Linked DNA regions of Mus musculus: region 2 is linked to region 1. Evidence: chromatin contacts called from public HiChIP or PLAC-seq data. All regions are on one chromosome and are shown on one strand. The core of a region is the stretch at or near the end of the contact, and the rest is flanking DNA. Distances in the headings are between cores, read along the strand shown. Region 1 overlaps Wdr66 (WD repeat domain 66). Region 2 holds the start of Mlxip (MLX interacting protein).

Region 1 (4,865 bases), core at 856-3,355:
AGCTGTTCCGAGCTGTCGGAAAGGGTTAAGCCAAGAATTTCCGTGGTGAATATTTCTGCAGTGATTTCCTCGGGAAGCTCTTTCTGGAGGCAGATTTCTGGACCTAGGCAGGCAAAGAAAAGAAAGCCAAATGCCTTTCCAGTGATGAGGCGCCTAATGAGAACAAGCCCTCAAAAACCCAAGGGAACGAGGACACTCAACAAAAGTGGGAGGCGGGCTGGGGAGACAAGGCTCAGCAGCGAAGAGCACTCCGACACCCCTACAGTGGTACACAACCATCTGTAACTCTAGTTCCAGGGGATCCAATGCCCTCCTCTGACCTCCCTAGGCATCAGGCATGCACACGGCACACAGACAGACAGACTCACAAGCAAAACACCCATCCACATAAAACAAACCCTTGAAAGGAAGGAAAGAAAAGAGGGGGCGGAGAGACTTTGTGCTGAAGGTCAGAATCCATCATGGAATGGAGTCTTATTAACTAAGGTCCTGGCAAACCTGGCTAGACAATAAAAGGAAGAAGTGGCACGGAGATGGGCCAGGCAGCTTTGCTCCTATCTTCTCAGGAACTGTGGGTCCTGACCACCAACTATCCTGGGCTTGTTGGTAGAGATTTTCCAGCCCAAGCAAGCCTAGAAGAGCTGTTTCAATGGACTCCTGAGTGTAAGCTCGGGACAGTAACATCTGTGAATGACAACTGGCTAGGAAGAGGTGGGGAGTTCTTGGGGTACAGGGAGAAGAAGAGGACTTTTCATTTGTTTGCTGCTGGGGATAGATTCAAGGTCATCAGGCCTGTGAGGAAAGGCCTCTGCCATCGAGTACAGCCCGAGGCTAGGAGGACCTTGGATGGGGAGGTGCCCTGGAGGATAACGTGCTTGCCACACAAGGGAGGACAGGGCTCAGATTCCCAGAGCCCACGTAGAAGCCTAGCAACGGAGAGGCTTCTTCTGTTCAGAGCCAGGCAGGCAGATGGGGGAGCTTGGGGCTACCTGAGTGGATTCACCATAACCAAAGAGCTCCAGCTTTGGTTAAGGCCCTGTCTTCAGGAGTGTGGTAGAGAAGGCTCAAGGAAGACACACGGTATTCGGTATTCGCTTCCGTGCTCTGCACACAGGCACATAGGCACACAACCTATCCACGAACACACACACGTGCATCGTACACATGTGCACATGCGTGAGAAAAGAAAGGACTAAAAAGGTGGGCAATGTGGCTCAGGGGGTGAAATCACTTCTCATCGAGGTTGAAGGCCTGGGTTCTAACTTCAGGACCTACATGGTGGAAGGAGAGAACTGACCACACACACACACACACACACACACACATACACACACACACGAGAGAGAGAGAGAGAGAGAGAGAGAGAGAGAGAGAGAGAGAGAATAAAAAGACATAAAAGAAAACTTTTAAGAAAAAGAACTTGAAGCCAGAAGATATGGTAGCACACACCTGTCATCCCAGCACTTGGGAGGTGAAGGCAAGAGGATCAGGAGTCCAAGGCTAGCCTAGACTATATTAAAGAGACCAATCTCAGAAGGAGCAGGGAGAGGGGGAGGAGCAGCAGCAGCAGCAGCAGCAGCAGTAGCAGCAGCCACCGCCAGGCATGCAGGCATGGCTGCATATGCCTTCAAGCCCAGCAGTTTGGAGGCAGCAGGAAGATCTCTGTGAGTCTGAAACCAGGTTTGGTTACATAGTGAGTTCCAGGCCAGCCAAAGCTACATAGTAAAACTTTGTCTCAGAGAAAAAAGAGAAAAGAAAAGAAAGAGAAAGAAAGCCAAACACTAGAAGGAGAGAGAAGAGATGGAGCCGAGAAGGAACATCTCTTCAGCTTGGAACTGAATTTGTACACCTACCCAGGGGTCTCCTCTCTCCACAGCCGACACGCAGCCACAGCTTCCAGAGCGGCTGAAGTTCATTCACGCAAACCAGAAAGATAAAAAAAATGGCCCAGAGGAGCAAAGAAAGGGAAAGGGTCAGAGGCAAAACAGGACAGGCAAAGTGGGAATGAATGCTCTCATCCGGCAGGCACAGCCACGCACGGCTCACTAATTCCCTTATTCATGGGATTCCCAGCTCGACTGACACTGCTGTGTGTGTGTGGTTGGAGGAGAGTGGCTTATATCGGTCCGGAGGAACAGATGCACTTAAGTCTACGACAAATCGTGAGTGGTGGCTATGCGCCCAGACAAAGGCAGGCTAAGTACCGTTGATGCAGGTGGCTGCAGGCTCCGATTTCCACCCCTCCGGAGTCAGGCCAAACAGAGTCGAGAAACAGTCGATCATCTCTTCTTCTGTCATGTGCTCCCCTGGGCATTGGAGTGGAAACGAAGTCTGGTTAAGTCTTGGGCTCTGTCTAAAGCTGGGGGTGGGAATTAGTAGGAGGTCTTTGTTTGTTTGTTTTGAGGCTGGGTCTCGTGGCTCACAGCCTGGCCTTCAATCTACTATGAAGCTGAACATGACCTTTGAATTCCTTTTTTGTTGTTGTTGTTTTTTGTTTTTTGTTTTTTGGGTTTTTTTTTTTTTTTTTTTGGTTTTGTTTTTGGTTTTTCGAGACAGGGTTTCTCTGTATAGCCCTGGCTGTCCTGGAACTCACTTTGTAGACCAGGCTGGCCTTGAAGTCAGAACTCCGCCTGCCTCTGCCTCCAGAGTGCTGGGATTAAAGGCGTGAGCCACTACACCCGGTTGACCTTTGAATTCCTGATCCTCGTGCCTCTGCCTCCCAAGTACTGGGGTTGCAGATTTGGGTCACCAGGTCTGGTTTATGTGGCACTGGGGATTCAGCTCAGGGCTTTGAGCGTGGTGCTAGGTAAGCACTGTACAACCGAGCACTGTACAACTCCTGGAGCCCCACTGGGAACTTGTGATCTTCCTGCCTCTACTTCCCAAGTGCTGGAATTACAGTTGTGTCACCACATCTGGCTGGAGATCTTCTTAAATTTCATATCTATCTATCCATCTATCTATGGTGTGTGTGTGTGTGTGTGTGTGTGTGTGTGTGTGTGTGTGTGTGTGTGTGAGAGAGAGAGAGAGAGAGAGAGAGAGAGAGAGAGAGAGAGCCTTACTTGTGTGGAGGTCAGAGGACAAGTTCTGGGAGACCCGTACAACTCCTGTGTGCTTTAGACTGAGCTCAGCCTTAATAGCGAGCACATTATTGGGTGAGCCATCTCACTGGCCCCTAGCCAAAGAGCTTTAAATACAAGTATTCTACTATTTCTTTAGACAGAAAGACGATATTCCTTATATGGTTTTACAAAGCTAGGGAGAAGAGGCTGGCCCTTGTAGAAGGACAGCAAGGTGAGTCAGGTATGGAAGGTTGGGCTCCACTTTATCTCAAACTTCCTCTTCTCAGAGCTCTCCTGGTTTGCAATAAAAAAGCTCCACTAGCGAGTGAGCGCCTGTCAGGTACGCAAGACAGCACAAGGCAACCTCTACATCTGTAGAGTAGATAGAAATAAAAGTTCAGTGTGGTGTGGCTTGATATCATGATGAATTCACCCATAAGCCTTATGATTGCCCAAGGAGACTGATAAACTGGCAAACTCCTCCCTGTTTTCCAAGCCAAGCTGGGTGTGGTGGCATAGGCCTTCAATCCCAGTGACAGGGAGGCTGAGGCAGGAGAATGGAGAGAGTTTGCAGACCAGAGTCTAACTCCTCCCACCAAGTGAGTCTGGAGGTTGAACTCAGGCCATCGGGCTCTGGGACCAACACCTTCACCCCACTGCGTCATCTTGCCGGCCTGTGAGTCACGTTTCTCACGTCTAGGTCAGGGACCTTCTTATTAATCCACCCTTGTCGGATATGAAGACAGTCCAAGATGCTCCTTGAGGTTGAAGCCCTGTCACGTGAGTGTCCCCTGTGACAGATGGAGAGCCCGAGGTGTCTGCCTACCCCTACCTCGGCTCTGTGTGCTGGGAAGTGGCTGGAGGAAATGGCTCCCAGCCGTCCTGGCCTTGTCTTACCTTTGGTGAGGAGTAAGTTCAGGAAATCCTCTCTCCGAATGGCCTTTTTCCCTTCCGAATTGGTGTAACCCAGCACGTTGAAGCTGTTCTGGATGCCGTCCATAGTGTTGCCGAAAGGTGGCCTATGGTTAAGGTAAACTTTGAGGAAATCCGGGAGGTTGATCTTGTCGATGAGCTTCCCGGTCTCCACGTATTCGCTGAACTTGATCTCATTAAACATGTCCTCAATCTAGAGGAGAGAGATCAGAAAGGAATATAGAAGACTATGGTCAACACAGACAAATACTTTTTGTTTGTTTGTTTGTTTGTTTGTTTTAATTACTTGGTTAGGCCACTCGTGAAAACTGGAAAGGAACACGTGTTTGTGGGTTGCGTTACGTCCTCCCCACCCCAGGACAGATTGCTGAAGTTTTCATCTTGGGGAGTTTATTAGAAATGGGGTTGCTGGGGGCTGGTGAGATGGCTCAGTGGGTAAGAGCACCCGACTGCTCTTCCGAAGGTCTGGAGTTCAAATCCCAGCAACCACATGGTGGCTCACAACCATCCGTAATGAGATCTGGCGCCCTCTTCTGGAGTGTCTGAAGACAGCTACAGTGTACTTACATATAATAAATAAATAAATCTTTAAAAAAAAAAAAAAAAAAAAAAGAAATGGGGTTGCTACAGAGGTAATTATAAAAGGTCATTGGTCACGCTGGAGTAGGGTGGCTTTCAATCCAGGATGTCCGTCGCCGTTGTACCATTGCAGCCTGGAGCTGAACACAGTGTGATATGATGCACACCTGTTCCCTCAAGGTCAGGGAACAGAATGCAAGCATCAGAGGGTAGGAGGAGTCCAAAAGGAGTCACCGGATGGACAACTGTCACAGGGAGCAGGGGGCATATGGCCCTGCTGACACTGATTTT
Region 2 (4,865 bases), core at 951-3,450, 70 kb before region 1:
GGTTGGGGGTGGGGGGAAGGAGGGTTGCTTGAAACCATGAATTTAAGACCAGCCTCCTGGATAACAGCAAGACCAGTCTCAAGAAAACAAAGCAACGATAACAAAAACCTTATGAATCCTTATGAATGTAATCCTTATGAATGAAAACGGCTTGCTAAAACCTACTACTTTGCAGGCTAGCTTTAGAAATTAAGTAAAACCAAAACCCAAAACAGGGCTAGCCATGGCAGCACCTGTAATCCCAACACTTGAGAAGCTAAAGCAGGAGGATTACTTACTGCAAGTTTGGGGCCAGTCCAGGTTATATAGTGAGCTCCTGGATACATAGGTATCAAGGTAACACACACACACACACACAAAAAAAACCCTAGGAGTGGTCCTGTGCTTCTTTCCATGGTCTTCGGAGTAACCTGGGAAATTTTCTCTAGGCTGCCAGCTGTGCATCAGGACTCTCATGAAGCCAAAGCCAGTATAGTTGCTAAAGCAAGCCCAGTCAGTGTGGGTCCTGCTTGAAGCTACCACCCATATGGGCTGCTCTAATCACTAGCAGTTCAGAGAAGGTCTCTGGCTGAGGCAGAAAACTTGCCTAAAATGCCTGCCTAGAAGACATACTGGGGAAGAGTAAGAGGGTAGAAAGAAAGGCTAGCCCTCCAAGGAAAGGCATTTCTATGACGTTCAAAAGAGATCTCTGTCCAAAGCTGAATTCCCCGTTTCAGGGCAGTGTCTGGGATGTCAGCCCTACTGACATCTCACACATAAGTTTTTAGGGTCAGTCAGAAAACCCTCTAGCCAGATGTGGGCATGAGAGGCATATGTTTGTGATCACAGAATTTGGGAAGCGGAGGCAGGGCAGTCAGGAGGAGTTCAAGGCCAGCCAGCATCTGCTCAAAAGACCCTGGCTCAAAAAGGAAACAAACAAACAAAACAAAACAAAAACAAATTCCAACTTCCCAGGAAAATAAACTCCACAAGTCCACTGTGTGCAAAGGGTCCTGCCTCAGAATTTCCCTGTAAAGGAGATGTAAGAGAACCCAGGCTCCAGATGCATGGACAATCAGGAAAAGTAACTCACATTTAAGCAGCACCTAAAAACCCACTCGGCCTATCTCAACCCTTCCCTGAAGCAGCCCCCTAGAGGTCAACACTACTGTCACCCCCCACCCCGCCCCCCTTTATAGACAAGGAAACAGGCTCCAAGGCGTTACACAATCATTAAGATAGTGCAGCCAGCGCCCTAGCCACCCTGGACAGGTGATCTTAACCGTTGGGTGTTGCTGTAAACACACAAAGCAATAGAAGGAAGGGGTCCACAGAGCCAAAAGAAAAGGAGGAAAACAACAACACACAGCCTGTAGCTACACCTAACTCTTGTCTAAAACCGGTGACCACGGGCATTGGAGGAGGGGAGGGCCTGGATGGGGAACACGAAGCCGGAAGAACCCAGGAACGACCGGCTGACAGGGCTACAAGGCCGGAACCCTGGCGCCTCTCTCCATGGTGGAGACCCCAGACTCACAAATCGTCCTAGAAGGAATTTCCAAAGGGACAGTGTGAAGCCAAAGGTCCAAGCTGGGTTTTTGTTCAAGAGAGACCGGGGTGAAGATGGGGCTCGGCCAGGTCTGGGAGTCGGGTGGGGGCGTCACCGGGTCCCCTACCTGTAGGCCAGGGTCATGCACTCGAAGAGCTTGGTGAGCGACGCATCGATGGACAAGTGGCAGGAGCTGGTCTTGCCGAAGCTATAGGTCTGGCACGTCTGCTTGTTGACCGTGTCGAAATCATAGCCCTTCTTGGGCGGGTGCTCGCGGTGCGGAGAGGACACCATGAAGTGGCCGCTGTGGATGATCTGCTGTCGGCGCGGAGGCTCCTCGCGGCCCGGGCCGGCCCGAGGCGGCAGCGGCGCGGCGCTCGCGTGGGCCCGGGCTGAAGTGGCCACGCCGGAGGGGGGCGGCGGAGACGGCTCGTCTGTGTCCGAGTCGTCGTCGTCCTCGGGCACCTGAGGCTTGAGCAGCACCGAACGGCCCCGACTGCGGGGCCGGCGCGGCGAACACATGAAAACGTCGGCAGCCATGAGGAGAACCTGGTCCGGGGCATCCCCCGGGAGCCGGGGCGACGTAAAGCGGAGAAGCACGGGGAACGGAGGGGGCCGCCGGCCCGACCCGGCCCGGCCCTCGCGCAGACTGCCCGGGAACGCGCGGCCTGAGGGGGAGGGCGCGGGCCTCCTCGTAACGTCACTGTCGTCTTGGCCAATCGGATGCTCGCCTCTGCCTCTTAAAGGTGCAGGAGGAAGCTTTTCTTCTCCGGGCGGACAAAAAAAAAAAAAAGCCGGAGGCCACGCCTCCACGCCCGGCCCCTGGCTGTCCTCTTTCCCCTCCGGCTGGCCCTGGAGTAGAGAGACGAGAAAGCCAGGCCGCGCCTCTCGGGGAGCCTGGGCTCAGGGCGGCATTGGCTGTCTGTTCAACTAGTCTGGCTCCAGCCCCTGCCCCGCCTCCGCCACGCCCGGAGCTTGGGAATAGCCCTGCGGCCTCACTGCGGGCAAGGAGGGCACTCCACGTGGTGGGTAGGGGTGGAGCTCCTTCCCCCACATTAGGCCAGCTTTCTCCCTCCATACCCGGAACTGAGTCCTCAAAAGCCTTCCTGATTTTGTCTACCGTCCCCATTTTGTTGATGAGAAGATTGAGTTACCTACACTCTAAGGGGTGTGCCTAAGGTTCCAACAAGACCCAAGAGCAAGGCTCACAGAATCATCACATCCTTAGGGGCAGAAACTGACTCTCCCGGGTTAAGGCATGGCTCCTGGGCATCACCGCTCTTAAACAGTAGTAGAGTTCTGCAGGAGCCTAGCTGTCTGCCTCCAGACCCAACAACTTCAGCCACAAATCAAAATACTGTCGCTATTGTTTGGAAGTTTGGCCCAGAAGCCAAATTCCAAAGGGGAAGTTTGGAGCCTAGTTGTCTTTACTGCAATTCCTAGGTCTCAGAAAGTTGTGTCAACCTAAAAATAGCAATGAGCCAGTCATGGTAACACATGCGCGTGCCTGCAATCCTAACAGGAGGGGAGCAGAGGTGGGAGGATCAGAAGTTCCCCAAATTCTAGGTTAGTTTGAACTGCATGATACCCTGTCTCAAAGACACTTTTATTTTATTTTATATTTTAGGAAATCCAGTGAGATGGTTCAGTAGGTAAATAAAAGCACTTGCTGTTAAGTCTGACCTTCATTCCAACCCGTGGGACCCACAAGATAGAAGACTCCCAACAACTTAATCTCTGACCACCCCAACCCCACTGTGGCATCTGCGCTTCTCACGATAAATAAAGGTAAAAATAAATAAATAAAAGATTTTGTTTGGAGACAGAATCTCTACATGTAGTCCTTATGTAGACAAGGCTGGCCTTGTAACCACCACGAGAGATTATAAGAGGGGAAAAGATCAGGGTGTCTTCTGTATATGACAAGGAAGCTACACCTGTGAAATCTCCATGGTCTAAACAAGAACTACAAAATTGCAGCACCAGTTGACATCCCAAGATGGATGGGGGAAATCTCACAAGACCCCCTCTTAAATGGAGTTCAGGCAACTAATGATGCGGGGGGGAGAGAGAGAAAGAGTTATTCTCCAGGGAGAAGATGGGTTTTCCAACCCCACATAGTCACCTTTTCTAAACACATCCTATCAATACTAAAAGGACTCAGCAGGCTATATTTATACATGTGTGTGTGCCTGCATGTTTAAAAATAATAATTAAAGAAGAGGTCACATTTCAAAGGGAGTGAGAAAAAGACAAGGGAGGAGTTGGGTGGGGGTTGGGGAGTGGAAATGGTGTAAATACAGTACTCATGTATGTAATTATATTTAAAAGTGATGGAGAAAAAAAACACCTGAAAATATAATGGGGGTTATGGCTGGCCTAGGTAGTTCCCTAGCTACAGGGAACACTCAGAAAGCAGTGTAAGATTAGCCTAGGTGCCAGGTATACTGTACATGCCTTTAATTCCTGCACTTGGGAGGCAGAGGCAGGAGGATCTCTATGAATTCAAGGCCAACCTGGTCTACAGAGTGAGTTCTAGGACAGCCGGAGCTATGTAAGGAGACCATGTTTCAAAAGATAAATACATAAATGATTGATGTTTTTCTGTTTTGCCCAGGTCTCTCAGGCTTTCTATAGCTGTGAGAAACCAAAAGCAACTTGGGGAGGAAAGGGCTTATTTCAGCTTACAGTTCCACAGTACGGTCCATCACTGTAGAAAATCAGGGTGGGAACTTAATCAGGGCGGTACCTGGATGCAGGAGCTGATGCAGAGGCCGTGAAGGAGTTCTGATGACTGGGTTGCTCTCTCATGGCTTGCTCAGCCCGCTTTCTTGTAGCACCCAGGACGACCAGCCCAGAGGTAACACTGTCCACAGTGAGCTGGACCATCTAATATCAATTATCAATCAAGAAAATGCACCACAGGGGGCTGGTGAGATGGCTCAGTGGGTAAGAGCACCCGACTGCTCTTCCAAAGGTCCGGAGTTCAAATCCCAGCAACCACATGGTGGCTCACAACCATCTGTAACAAGATCTGATGCCCTCTTCTGGAGTGTCTGAAGACAGCTACAGTGTATTTACATATAATAAATAAATAAATCTTTAAAAAAAAAAAAAGAAAAGAAAATGCACCACAAGACAATCTAATGGGAGCATTTTTACAGATGAGGTCCCTGCTCCCAAAATGACTCTAGCTTGTATCAAGTGGCCATAAGACTAGCCTGTATACCAGGCTAGTCCTGGCCACAGATGACTCCCCTGCCTCTGCCTTCCTAGCAGGTCAGGCTCTACCTATGTTGGCCATGTTTGTTGACTTGCTTGTTTTACATTTCTAAAA

Evidence for each region. HiChIP or PLAC-seq counts read pairs in DNA pulled down with a chosen protein or histone mark.
Region 2: a contact with region 1 is called in an H3K4me3 HiChIP or PLAC-seq map of the SCID.adh cell line, with 15 read pairs. The contact joins the promoter of Mlxip here to the enhancer-like site in region 1. A contact is called at or near these places in 8 of 39 promoter capture datasets (the 3T3-L1 cell line, 3T3-L1-derived adipocytes, the HPC-7 cell line and 4 more), 1 of 15 datasets of contacts at CTCF or cohesin (CD8 T cells), 2 of 484 Hi-C or Micro-C datasets (germinal center B cells and nephron progenitors), 3 of 115 datasets of contacts at active chromatin or transcription factors (the SCID.adh cell line, embryonic stem cells and memory CD8 T cells) and 2 of 9 other capture datasets (adipose tissue and pancreatic islet).

What each region holds. Positions count from the first base shown.
Region 1 is chr5:123,321,756-123,326,620 of GRCm38.p6, reverse strand. It overlaps Wdr66 (WD repeat domain 66), which reads right to left. Exons shown (of 21, transcript NM_001370840.1): 19 at 3,960-4,188; 20 at 2,205-2,306; 21 at 1-103. Among named protein-coding and RNA genes, the nearest start is that of Bcl7a, 20 kb to the left of the region's middle. Within about 2 kb of position 2,105, at least 40 of the 459 cell types and tissues checked have an H3K27ac peak or open chromatin away from gene starts, as enhancers often do. A contact at or near this core is called in the SCID.adh cell line, germinal center B cells and nephron progenitors, where this site is marked.
Region 2 is chr5:123,392,133-123,396,997 of GRCm38.p6, reverse strand. It overlaps Mlxip (MLX interacting protein), which reads right to left and starts at 2,200. Exons shown (of 17, transcript NM_133917.3): 1 at 1,656-2,200. The coding sequence starts at 2,068.